3 separate regions of the Zea mays genome follow, and regions 1 and 3 are each linked to region 2. Evidence: chromatin contacts called from public Hi-C data. All regions are on one chromosome and are shown on one strand. Each heading gives the region's core, a stretch centred on a gene start, on an enhancer-like site or on the middle of the called end of the contact. The rest is flanking DNA. Distances are from core to core; before and after follow the strand shown.

What was found. A called contact is a pair of places that touch in the nucleus more often than the background predicts.
Region 1: a Hi-C map of tassel shows a contact between it and region 2, with 3 times the contacts expected there. The contact joins the promoter of LOC100193653 here to the promoter of LOC100282355 in region 2. A contact is called at or near these places in 4 of 25 Hi-C or Micro-C datasets (bundle sheath, ear, leaf mesophyll and 1 more).
Region 3: a contact with region 2 is called in a Hi-C map of leaf, with 6 times the contacts expected there. The contact joins the promoter of LOC103635274 here to the promoter of LOC100282355 in region 2. A contact is called at or near these places in 6 of 25 Hi-C or Micro-C datasets (bundle sheath, ear, endosperm and 3 more).

Annotation. Positions count from the first base shown.
Region 1 is chr8:63,382,214-63,385,457 of Zm-B73-REFERENCE-NAM-5.0, forward strand. It overlaps LOC100193653 (aspartate-glutamate racemase family), which reads left to right and starts at 1,415. Exons shown (of 3, transcript NM_001138747.1): 1 at 1,415-1,599; 2 at 1,713-2,400; 3 at 2,972-3,244. The coding sequence starts at 1,577.
Region 2 is chr8:63,727,295-63,730,609 of Zm-B73-REFERENCE-NAM-5.0, forward strand. It overlaps LOC100282355, which reads left to right and starts at 1,523. Exons shown (of 3, transcript NM_001371853.1): 1 at 1,523-1,648; 2 at 1,898-2,125; 3 at 2,225-2,734. The coding sequence starts at 1,646. The coding sequence ends at 2,611. LOC100281129 (60S ribosomal protein L28-like) reads right to left here. Exons shown (of 4, transcript NM_001371852.1): 4 at 3,184-3,315.
Region 3 is chr8:64,035,950-64,038,987 of Zm-B73-REFERENCE-NAM-5.0, forward strand. LOC103635274 (transcription factor IIIB 90 kDa subunit-like) reads left to right here and starts at 1,388. Exons shown (of 20, transcript NM_001346889.1): 1 at 1,388-1,834; 2 at 2,306-2,422; 3 at 2,612-2,693; 4 at 2,783-2,858; 5 at 2,935-3,020. The coding sequence starts at 2,358.

The DNA of each region.
Region 1 (3,244 bases), core at 165-2,664, 350 kb before region 2:
CTAGTTACTATTAATTATGTCATTACAAACTATCTATGTGGCTATTTCAGATTTGGTATTGTGCTGTTTTAAATTTTGTGACTTGCTATTGTTCCTTTAGAAACTACTTTGTGGCTATTTCAGATCCACTATTGTGCTATTGTGAATTTGTGATGATTTCTAGTTTATGAGCTGTAACTGTAACAGCTGTTTGGTACTTTGGTTGTTTGGTATTTTGTAAAAGGCTAACAGCTGTTTGTAACAGCTACTAAGGCGTCGCCTAGGCACCCGCCTAAGTCGCCTAGGCGGTCAGGCGGTGGCTGGGCGCCTAGTTCCGCCTAGCCGCCTTTTAAACCATGATTTACAGTTCACAAAGGCCACCTCTGTAATGTTTACCAAAAACAGCTAGACCTTGTTTCCCCCCAATAATTCTGATGTTTAAAAAAAAGATCCAGTGCCGAAGGCTTCTACATGAGTGGAGTCTAGAAAAGAGATAAATTGGCAAGCTTTCCTCTGTACGTGGAGATACTGTTTCGAACCTACGCCATGGTGACTCATTGAGGTTGAAAAGTTCTACTGTTTAGGCAGGTTTCAGTTTTACGTTGTGTCCAATAAAATTGTAGTATATTTTCTTACAAGGGTGGAAAGTTGTAATTTACTGACAAATTCTGAGTTAGTTATTATTCTTTTGTGTTTGGATTTTCATTTTGAGGTGATGGTATCTGGAGTTATGAAAGAAATTGTTCAGAACTGCCAGCTGATAAACATCAATCATACAGATTGAAACGAGCAAACGAGGACACATGCAGTGGTTACACCTTTTCCCAATTTACAAGGTGTTCCGTCATTTGCAGCAATATTGCTGACCTAGGCTCCTAGCATTTTGTGCTGTTGTACGCATATGCAGCTGCAAGTGGCCCCTGTTGCCCTGTCTCTTGCTCTCTATTGGTGTCTGGCAGGGGCAGATGATTACACCACATGTGGGGAGATGAGATGAGCCCCACTATCATGTGAGTATTGACCCTTGGAGTCGTCTATATCTTGTAGGCTTCCTTTCTTGCCTTTTTGCCGACGGAAAACTGGAGCGATGATTTTTTTTACTACCCTTTTTAACAGCTGAAAAGTCTGATGGTGAATCTTTAGAAGCCAGCAATGCCAGGGGAGATGGAAGTTGATGTTTGCTGTGTGCTGAAGAGATAACCTTCTTTGGTTGAGACGTGAGGCAGTTTCCAAGTAACCAGTCACAATCTTCCACGTCGCCTCCCTCTTGGTTAGAACCCTCCTTATAATACATAAAAACAGACACCTTCTTCATTCCAGTTCAATAATTGAGGTTCCACTCTGTCTGTTCCCTCCTTCCTGCTGTTACAATGATTGTTACTATTAGCCAGTCTGAGTAATACATGTGCATTTGGTATTGTCCTTGTTTACTAGTAGCTAATAGCTGTTAAGATCTAAAACCAGCCATCCGTCTTCTGGGAAGAAGAGGTATAGTCTCCCGATCCTAGTTCTGCCTCTCCAGTTGCATCCTTCGTCACTCACTCTCCCTACATCCTGTCACGAGACTGGTGTTCAGACCTGAGAGACCTTTACTCCCATGGTTCAGATGTCTTTGCAGAGGTCCGTTTCTGTATGCTACTTCTTGGAATCCAGCTTTGTGTTTACTGGTGCTTAGTGTCTGTGATCTAGAATGCCGCAGCTTTTACACAGTGATTCAAAACCTGTTCTTGCAGGAGCATAGCCGTATATCCTCGTTGCTCCTTATCTGATTCGTTCCATCGTGTGGGTGGTTCACGAAGAAGATGGGCCTCTTGTAGGTCCCAGTCATCACGTTTTGCTTATAATGCAAGACCATCCCCAATTGTTCTCAAGACCGACCATGCAATTGATCCCCCTGAACCAAAGGATTTGGATGCAAGTTCCTCAGCTTCAAGAAGTGGACCTTACATTGGGACTTGCCATCCATCAGGCGCAGTCGGAGTGATGGGTGCGTCTTCCTCTTCCTGCCTCAGATTTTTAGAGAAATTTGTGAGTTGGAGCACTGGAGGTGGAGAAGAGGCACCTCCGTTCATCATCTGCAATGACCCGCTTGTCAAGAAAGAGCTGTTGCCATCTGGAACCCAATCCACTTCTGGCTGCAGTGCCAGTATTGCTCTTGGGAAGTTAAGGCAGAAGAGGCTCTTCTTGGAGCAATCTGGAGCATGCTGTATTGTTATGCCATGCCAGTTCTTACATGCCTGGCATGATGAGATTTCGCAGGGTTGCTCGGTTCCGTTCATCCATGTTGGTGATTGCGTTGTGAAGGAACTCAAAGCTGCTAACTTGAAACCTGTTGAGTATGGAAGTAATGTCCGTGTGGGAGTTCTCTTCACTGACAATAAATTGGCTACAAACTGTTACCTAGACAAGTTGGAGAGCCAGGTAAACATCTTCTTTTTCATCAATTACCATATGCTTATTGATAATATGATATCTCCCTTTTTGAACGAAATGATAGCTCCACTTCAATGTAAGTAAAGAGGTGTTATGTTGGCTGTCGATATAAGTTAGGCTGATCCCTTTGTCTAAAAGAAAAACGTTATTTGTGCTATGTATTTTTTATTTATATATCTGGAAAAACAGACTAGCAGGATGTTGAATGACAATTACCACATCACTGCATATGTATTTTCTACAAATTAGACAGCTCAGCTCCTACGTCAGTGATGGGTGGTCAGATTTTTCCCAGTCACTTTTTATGATACCTCCCTTTGTCTGAAAGCTCAGTCCCAAAAAGATCGATAACAGCAGCTCTGCTGGACCACTGTAATTTGTAGGTTGTCCATTCCTGGTTTGCCAGTCCAATGATAAGTTGTTCAAAATGACATTTGTTTCGTTCTTGTGAGATGGCTTGGAAAAGTATTGGATTTGATATTTCCCTTGGGGAATAATATTCTTCAGCCATCCAATTTCATATGGTTTAAACTGTTCCTTTTTTAAATTTGCTGGTTAGGGTTTTGAGGTGCTATGTCCAGATAAGGCTTCCATGGAGCGTACAGTGTTACCATCAGTGGCTGCATTCGGGAAGGGGGACATGGAAGGTGCGAGAAACCTGTTGCGAGTGTCGCTGCAGGTTCTTCTTGTGAGAGCTGTCAATTCGATAATCCTTGCGTCCGATGACCTTGTAGGCATTTTGCCTGATGATGACCCTCTTCTCAAGAAATGTATAGACCCACTGGATGCCCTGGTCCGAGAGGCCATCGCATGCGCCCGAGCACCACAGCCA
Region 2 (3,315 bases), core at 273-2,772:
GTGAGCTCGAGCTCGTAGGGAAATTGCGAATGAGAGTGAGTGAGGTCGGAGGCGGTGAGAGCGCGTGTTTATAGGCGAGCGGCGGAGGGTTGGGGCCTCACGTTCACAGTCTGGCCTATTCGCTACGTATTTCCCATCGGCCAGCTCATAATTTAGTGCCACCCCATAATTAGCTTAAAGCTAGGAGACTGCTGGTCCTCAGTGACATATATAGAACCAATCTACAATTAGCAGATTTCTGATTTTTCATAATCCAGATTTGGGGGACTTGCTTCTTTACCGTTTTTCTTTTTAATAATTGGCAGCCAATGCGACTATGCAAGAAACAAAGTGAAAGTGCAGGATGCTCTGCACAACAGGCAGCAGTACACCTCATCTGAGAACTACAGATTAGCTGCTGATGATACCGATGTATTCCAGCAAAGCACAGATCAGCAGGGTTCTATTCTAGGCTGCAGCAGTACAGTCTGGCTCGATGAAACAAACCACTGCATGCACATCGATATACCCGACGGCCCAAGGGGATATGGCTGACAGTTTTGCTTATTTGGAAAAGTCCAGTCTGCTCAACGATGAAAGGGCACAGACAGCACGGTGTCACAAAGACGGTTAGATAGAGACGGCACGGTCGCTTTGCAGTCACACACACACATACAGGTATTTACTTGAAGCCACAGGCACCATAATTACCGCAAGTGCACCTGAAGCTTCAGAAAACGACAGCCACCTATCATCTGCCAATTCGTTGGCTTTGGCTGTGTGTATTATTGGCTTCTTCTGGACTTTGCGCACGCTGTCAGCTAAGATTCTCCTTAGCTGTGTGTTGTTCAGTGGCAACCGAAACCAACTGGACCTGGCTCCCTCCCGGTGATGATTGTTGGACACATCACACATATGTCCCTGTGGGCTGTGTGGTGGACATTTCAGTGTTTCGTGCATGCAAGTTTGGCTGGCTGGATGTGCTTAAAAAGAAAGAACGACGGGCAGGATGAGTTGTTCGCTCTCGCCAATGATGCTATCAGCTCAATGGCGTATTGTTCTCCAGTTCCATGATCGTCCACCAGACCTTTCATGCCCGTCCCTTTACTGACAAAGCATAGCTAGCTTGACTGGGAGAGAAAAAATGTTCTTGAGTCACCATCGTTTTCTGTTTTTCGAGTCACCATCTGATGTAAGTAAAGGTACCAAGACCTTGTGAGCTTGGAGTCTAAGGGAGCACTGCGACCGTTGTTAGATCTTCCATTTTTCTTGAAGGTAAGGTAACTTCAACTCATAGACAGTTTACTCAATCTAATTACATAGAAAAAAAATTCCAGGGACATTGCTGCTAAAACCGAACCGAGGATTATCCACAGTTTCAAAGATTATCCTACGAAACTTCCAGATCAAGAACAGAGCGCTCTTTGTGCAATATGCTTATCGTTCCAGAAAAGCAGTGTACTCATCCCCTAGCCCCCCTCCTTAGGGCATCTAATTCTTTTGTCCCCAGCTATCCGTCCCATCCTGCTGCACCTTTTGTTTTGCTGGGCAATTTCTTCAGTACCTCTTGTCTATCTATTAAGCACCCTTGCTCTTCAAGGAACTTTGGCTGCAAAACCTAACCACTTGTGCATTCTCTCAAGACCCCCCTGGAAGGGAAGGAAACATGGTGCACACATGGACTTCACTAGTGTTCTGTTCGTTTGCTTTTTGTTCCTGCGCGCCGTTAGGAATTTCGCGTCTTTCTCGCATGCCTCTCTGTTCAGACATAAACTGCTGAAACTTTTTTTCTTTCGTTCTTTCATTGGTTTGAAAAGAGAGGAACTAACTAGGGCGTGTGGTTGAAAGCATACAGGATTTCCGAAATGGGGAATGTCTGAATTTAAAAAAAAACTGCATGTCTTTTTTTTTGGGGCAGCAGCAATCGCAGAGGAAGATGGTGGTGTCGAAGAAGAAGCTGATCAAGGTCGGCCCATGGGGCGGCGCCGGGGGACACCCGTGGGACGACGGCGGCTACTCCGGGATCCGCAGCATCACCATGTCCTACGACCGGTTCATGGAGTCCATCAGCGTGGAGTACGACAGGGACGGCATGCCCGTCACTGGGGAGCGGCACGGAGGAGCCGCCGCCAGCCACACGACCCAGGCACGTCCGCCGCCAAACCAATCACCCCCGTCAGTCACGATCAGTGACACGGCTCCTTCCGCTGGGTGGTTTCTGAACCGTGCGCGCGTACGTACACAGATCAAGCTGGGCTACCCGGACGAGTACCTGACAACGGTGAGCGGGCACTACGCGCCGATCGCGCCCGGCGGCTCGCCGGTCATCCGCTCGCTGGCGTTCCGGACCAACCAGGGGGCGTACGGGCCGTTCGGCGTGGCGGAGGGCACGCCCTTCGAGTTCCCGGTGGACGGCGGCGTCATCGTCGGCTTCTGCGGGAGGAGCGGGTGGCAGCTCGACGCCGTCGGCCTCTACGTCGCGCCGCTGCGCCCGGAGACCGTGTACGACAGGGTGCACAAGCTTGGCCTCACGGCTTACCGCGCAGTTTGGCAGCGGATCGGGTCCCAGCAGCAGCAGCAAGAACCGGTGAAACTGCTGAACGGCAACGCGCAGATTACTCACAAGATGTAACCAACTGCCAGGATGCCAACCATGACTATCTATATTCTGCAGTCCGAATGTATCCAGCTAGCGTATGGATCTAATGTACCTGTACCTCATCCTGATTTGAACACTTCAGCGTATGAATCTAAACATGCAGCAAACAGTCCTGCGACGGGACTTGGCTGCTGGCCACGTCTAACAGCAATAGTTGGTATTTTCATTCCTAAGCCACAATGGGCCTGTCGGTTGTCTCCATTTTTAAATAAATTAAATTTATTTAATACACAAATTTCATGTTAATCTGTCATTAGAAAAGACTAATGGTTGCACCGAGGCTGTCTTTAACAAAACGGCCAATTCCTTCATATGTCGGGATAAATTTATTTAATAGACACTAATTACATGTTAATCTCATTAGAAAAGACGGTTGCACCGACAGAGGCTGGCCTTAGAGAAACGGCTAATTCCTATCGAGCTGAAGAGGCTGACCAGGCAACCAACCAGAACGCTGAAGAGGCTGATAGGCAACCAACCAGAACGTGAGCCTCGCCAGACAATATGCAGGCAACCACAGTCCACAGGCAACCAAAAGCACCCAATAAGAAGCTAGACATACATGTTCCAGAACCCAACAAAAATCAGGGGTAATCCCGGCCAGCCAGCTTGCAAACAAAGCAGCAATCAAGTGCCAAGCAATCTTTGTCATGGAATTCTTGCTATAGAATGACAAA
Region 3 (3,038 bases), core at 138-2,637, 310 kb after region 2:
GCCTTTAATTTTCTTCACAAACACATACACACTTACCTTTTTGTTTAAGCAAGAGCCTAGGGTGGTGCGTGTCTGATGACTAACGATGTATGAGAGAATTTTTCCGGCATGTGTGGAACGTGCTCGTGCTCTCCAATGATGAGACCATATAAATCGTGGCATATATCGAAGTCTGCATGATACTGATGGTTGCAATGTGGTGGTGAAATAACTAGATTAAAATAACAAAATTTATGTATGACTAGGATCACAAATTGATTATAAAACATTTTCTCATAACAATATAACACAGATTTTGTATATAAGTTATCGTAGTATATTGATATTATATATTACCGTTGCAACGCACGGGCATCCAGCTATTATATATATATAACATCATTCTAATATTTGCTTCTCGTGTAGCTCGACAAGCTGGAGATGGCATTTGAGAAGGTGAGACAGATGCTACACACGTCTAATCACAAACAAAACGCACAACCCAAAAGTCATAGAGAGGGTCCAAAACATCAAGCCGGGAATGAACCGGATTCCCCCAAAATACAATAGTGTTTATCGTTGCAGCAAGATGTGAGAAAATAGAGAAATAAATAGATCCCCACTGCCAACTAAACCCTAAGGAAAAATTCGCCGACTGCCATCAAATTTTATACTCATTCCTTAGCAGTCATCAAATTTTATACTCATTCCTTACATGCCACTGAGTGGTATATATATAACTTTTTTGTGTGTATTATATGTAGGGCCAGTGGCACACAAGTAATGAGTACATTTTTTGATGGCATACATGGAATTGCTCCTAAACCCAACACAAAGTTGTCCACAGGATGTGCATACCTCAAAATATGCAGTCGCCGCGAGATGGATTCATGTCGGTGTCGTCCAGGAAGATTCCGGCGGATAATCACCACTTCTAGACGACATTGACGAGGCTGGACGTTTGGTGGAGAGATTCGACATCTTGCCAGCGAATGTTTTGTGCCTTGAAATCGAGGGAGTGGAGAGGAACGACGGAGACATGATCGTGAAATCAAGGGGGGTGAAGAGGACCTGCGGAGGCATGAAGGAAATGTCTGGCATGGGGACGGAGAAAACCAGTGGATTGGGAGCTCACATCGCCTGTGAATGTTTTGTGCCGTGGATGGGTCTTTCTTCGCGTGCGTGAAGAAACGGAGAACAATTTGGTAACTGTTGGACGGTAGTTTTTCTTCCCCCCCTAAAATATACATTGGGACCATAGTTTTTAGGAGGTATTGGAGTTGCAATAAGAGAAGGCTGTTTTGATCCTATCTCAGCGAAGCCTCCTGATCTGGTTCTGTTCGGGCGAAGCCTAACCTTAGGGAGCCTATAATCGCAAATTTCTCGTTCACGCGTACGTGCGGGTGTGGGAGGTTGGACAGGAGACGTTTTTTTTTCCACCGTCGCCGCCGCCCCTGCTTGCCGCTGCGCGCCCCCGCCTCCTACGCAGGTCGTCTGCTCCGAAGCCGGTGGCCGAAGCTCGCGTCGCCCTCTCCCTCACCGGATTCATCGTCCGAGCCCTCGCTAGAGCTCGTGACCTCGCCGTCGCCGGAGCCCTCACTCTCACTGGATTCGTGTCCTCGCCGGAGCTCGCGCTAACCTGCTCGACCACACCTCGCCGCCCGCGGCCATCTCACACCCACTCCGCGCGACCGCGGTCCTCTCCTCACCTATCGGTCGTTCCTGCCCTCGCGAGGAAGACGACGCCTCAAGCTATCCTCCCTCCCTCTCGATCTGATCCGGAGTGGCTCACGTTTTCCTATTCCTCGCCAGCGGCAGAGGCGGCAACCCTCGATCCGTGTCAATCCTCTATTAGGTACGTCACCCGTTTCGTGGAACCGACCAACCCAAGCTATATTGCATCAGGAACTGACCCGGTGGCTAGTATTGGTAGTATATTCATGTTTTTAGACCTTTTGAATTAAGTGGAGAAACGGTTTTATGTACAAAGACGCTGAGGCTAACTTCGATTTTTGGCAAAGAATTATGGCACCGATGTCCTATATTTAGCCCGTTACTGAGAATTTGAGGGCACAGGTTTCTACTAGGAAGGAAGGAGTGGAGCGAGTAAAAAAAAAAAAGAAAACATTTTGCAATGTCTGTTTGGTCTTCTTGCATGTAAAAATGTTGAATTGGGAAATTGGAGGTGAAAATGGCTACCAAAAATCTTTGTTTTGGGGAATATGGTTCCAAAAGTCTCTTTTTTATCAAGTCTGCATATATTTCGTAAACGAATACGATGGATGTTTTATATAGGCTTGGAACTGAACAGAAAATCTACTCAAAGTTTCACAGATTGGTATGAGCTGATCACCCCTGGTTGTGTAGTTCCTTCTGCAATGATTTACTGCACTCACTGTGCTGATTACTGCCCCTCCATAAAGGACCCTGACAAAGGATACATGTGAGACCTCCCTGTTCTTTCTATATTATTCTAATGGAATACTTTGCAAAACCAGTCAGTAGGATTGTTATGAAGATGGGCTATTTACAACTCTGTTAATGGTTGTCCATCAGATTCTCATAAAGCAACTGAAGCTCTTGAGCTTATTTATTGATATGAAAACTGACATGTTTGATGAATGATGATCAGATGTTGTGGTACATGTGGGAAGGTTCTTGATCAGGAGGTATACACTGATGAGCCTACTTTTGTTAAGGATAACACAGGACAGGTTGGTTTTATTTACATGCTTTGTAATCCTTGGATTTATCCTTTTCTTTTACCAATTTCTGAGATTTGGTATAATTTGGGGCTACACAGAGTCGCTTAGCTGGAAGTATTCTTGCAAGCATTGAGTCTGGATATTCGATTTCTCATCAAAGAACCTTAGACAAAGGTATGGTTTTTAGCGCACTTATTTATTTTACTTTTCGTGGTACTCTGTAAACTGTTTTTTGGCTTTGTTTTACCAGGTAGGGATGAGATTAGGCAGATTGTCAATAACTTACATGTCAGCGGTGGAGAAACTGTCGTTAGCAAGGCTTATCGCTTCTATGAGGTAGGTATTTCTATTATC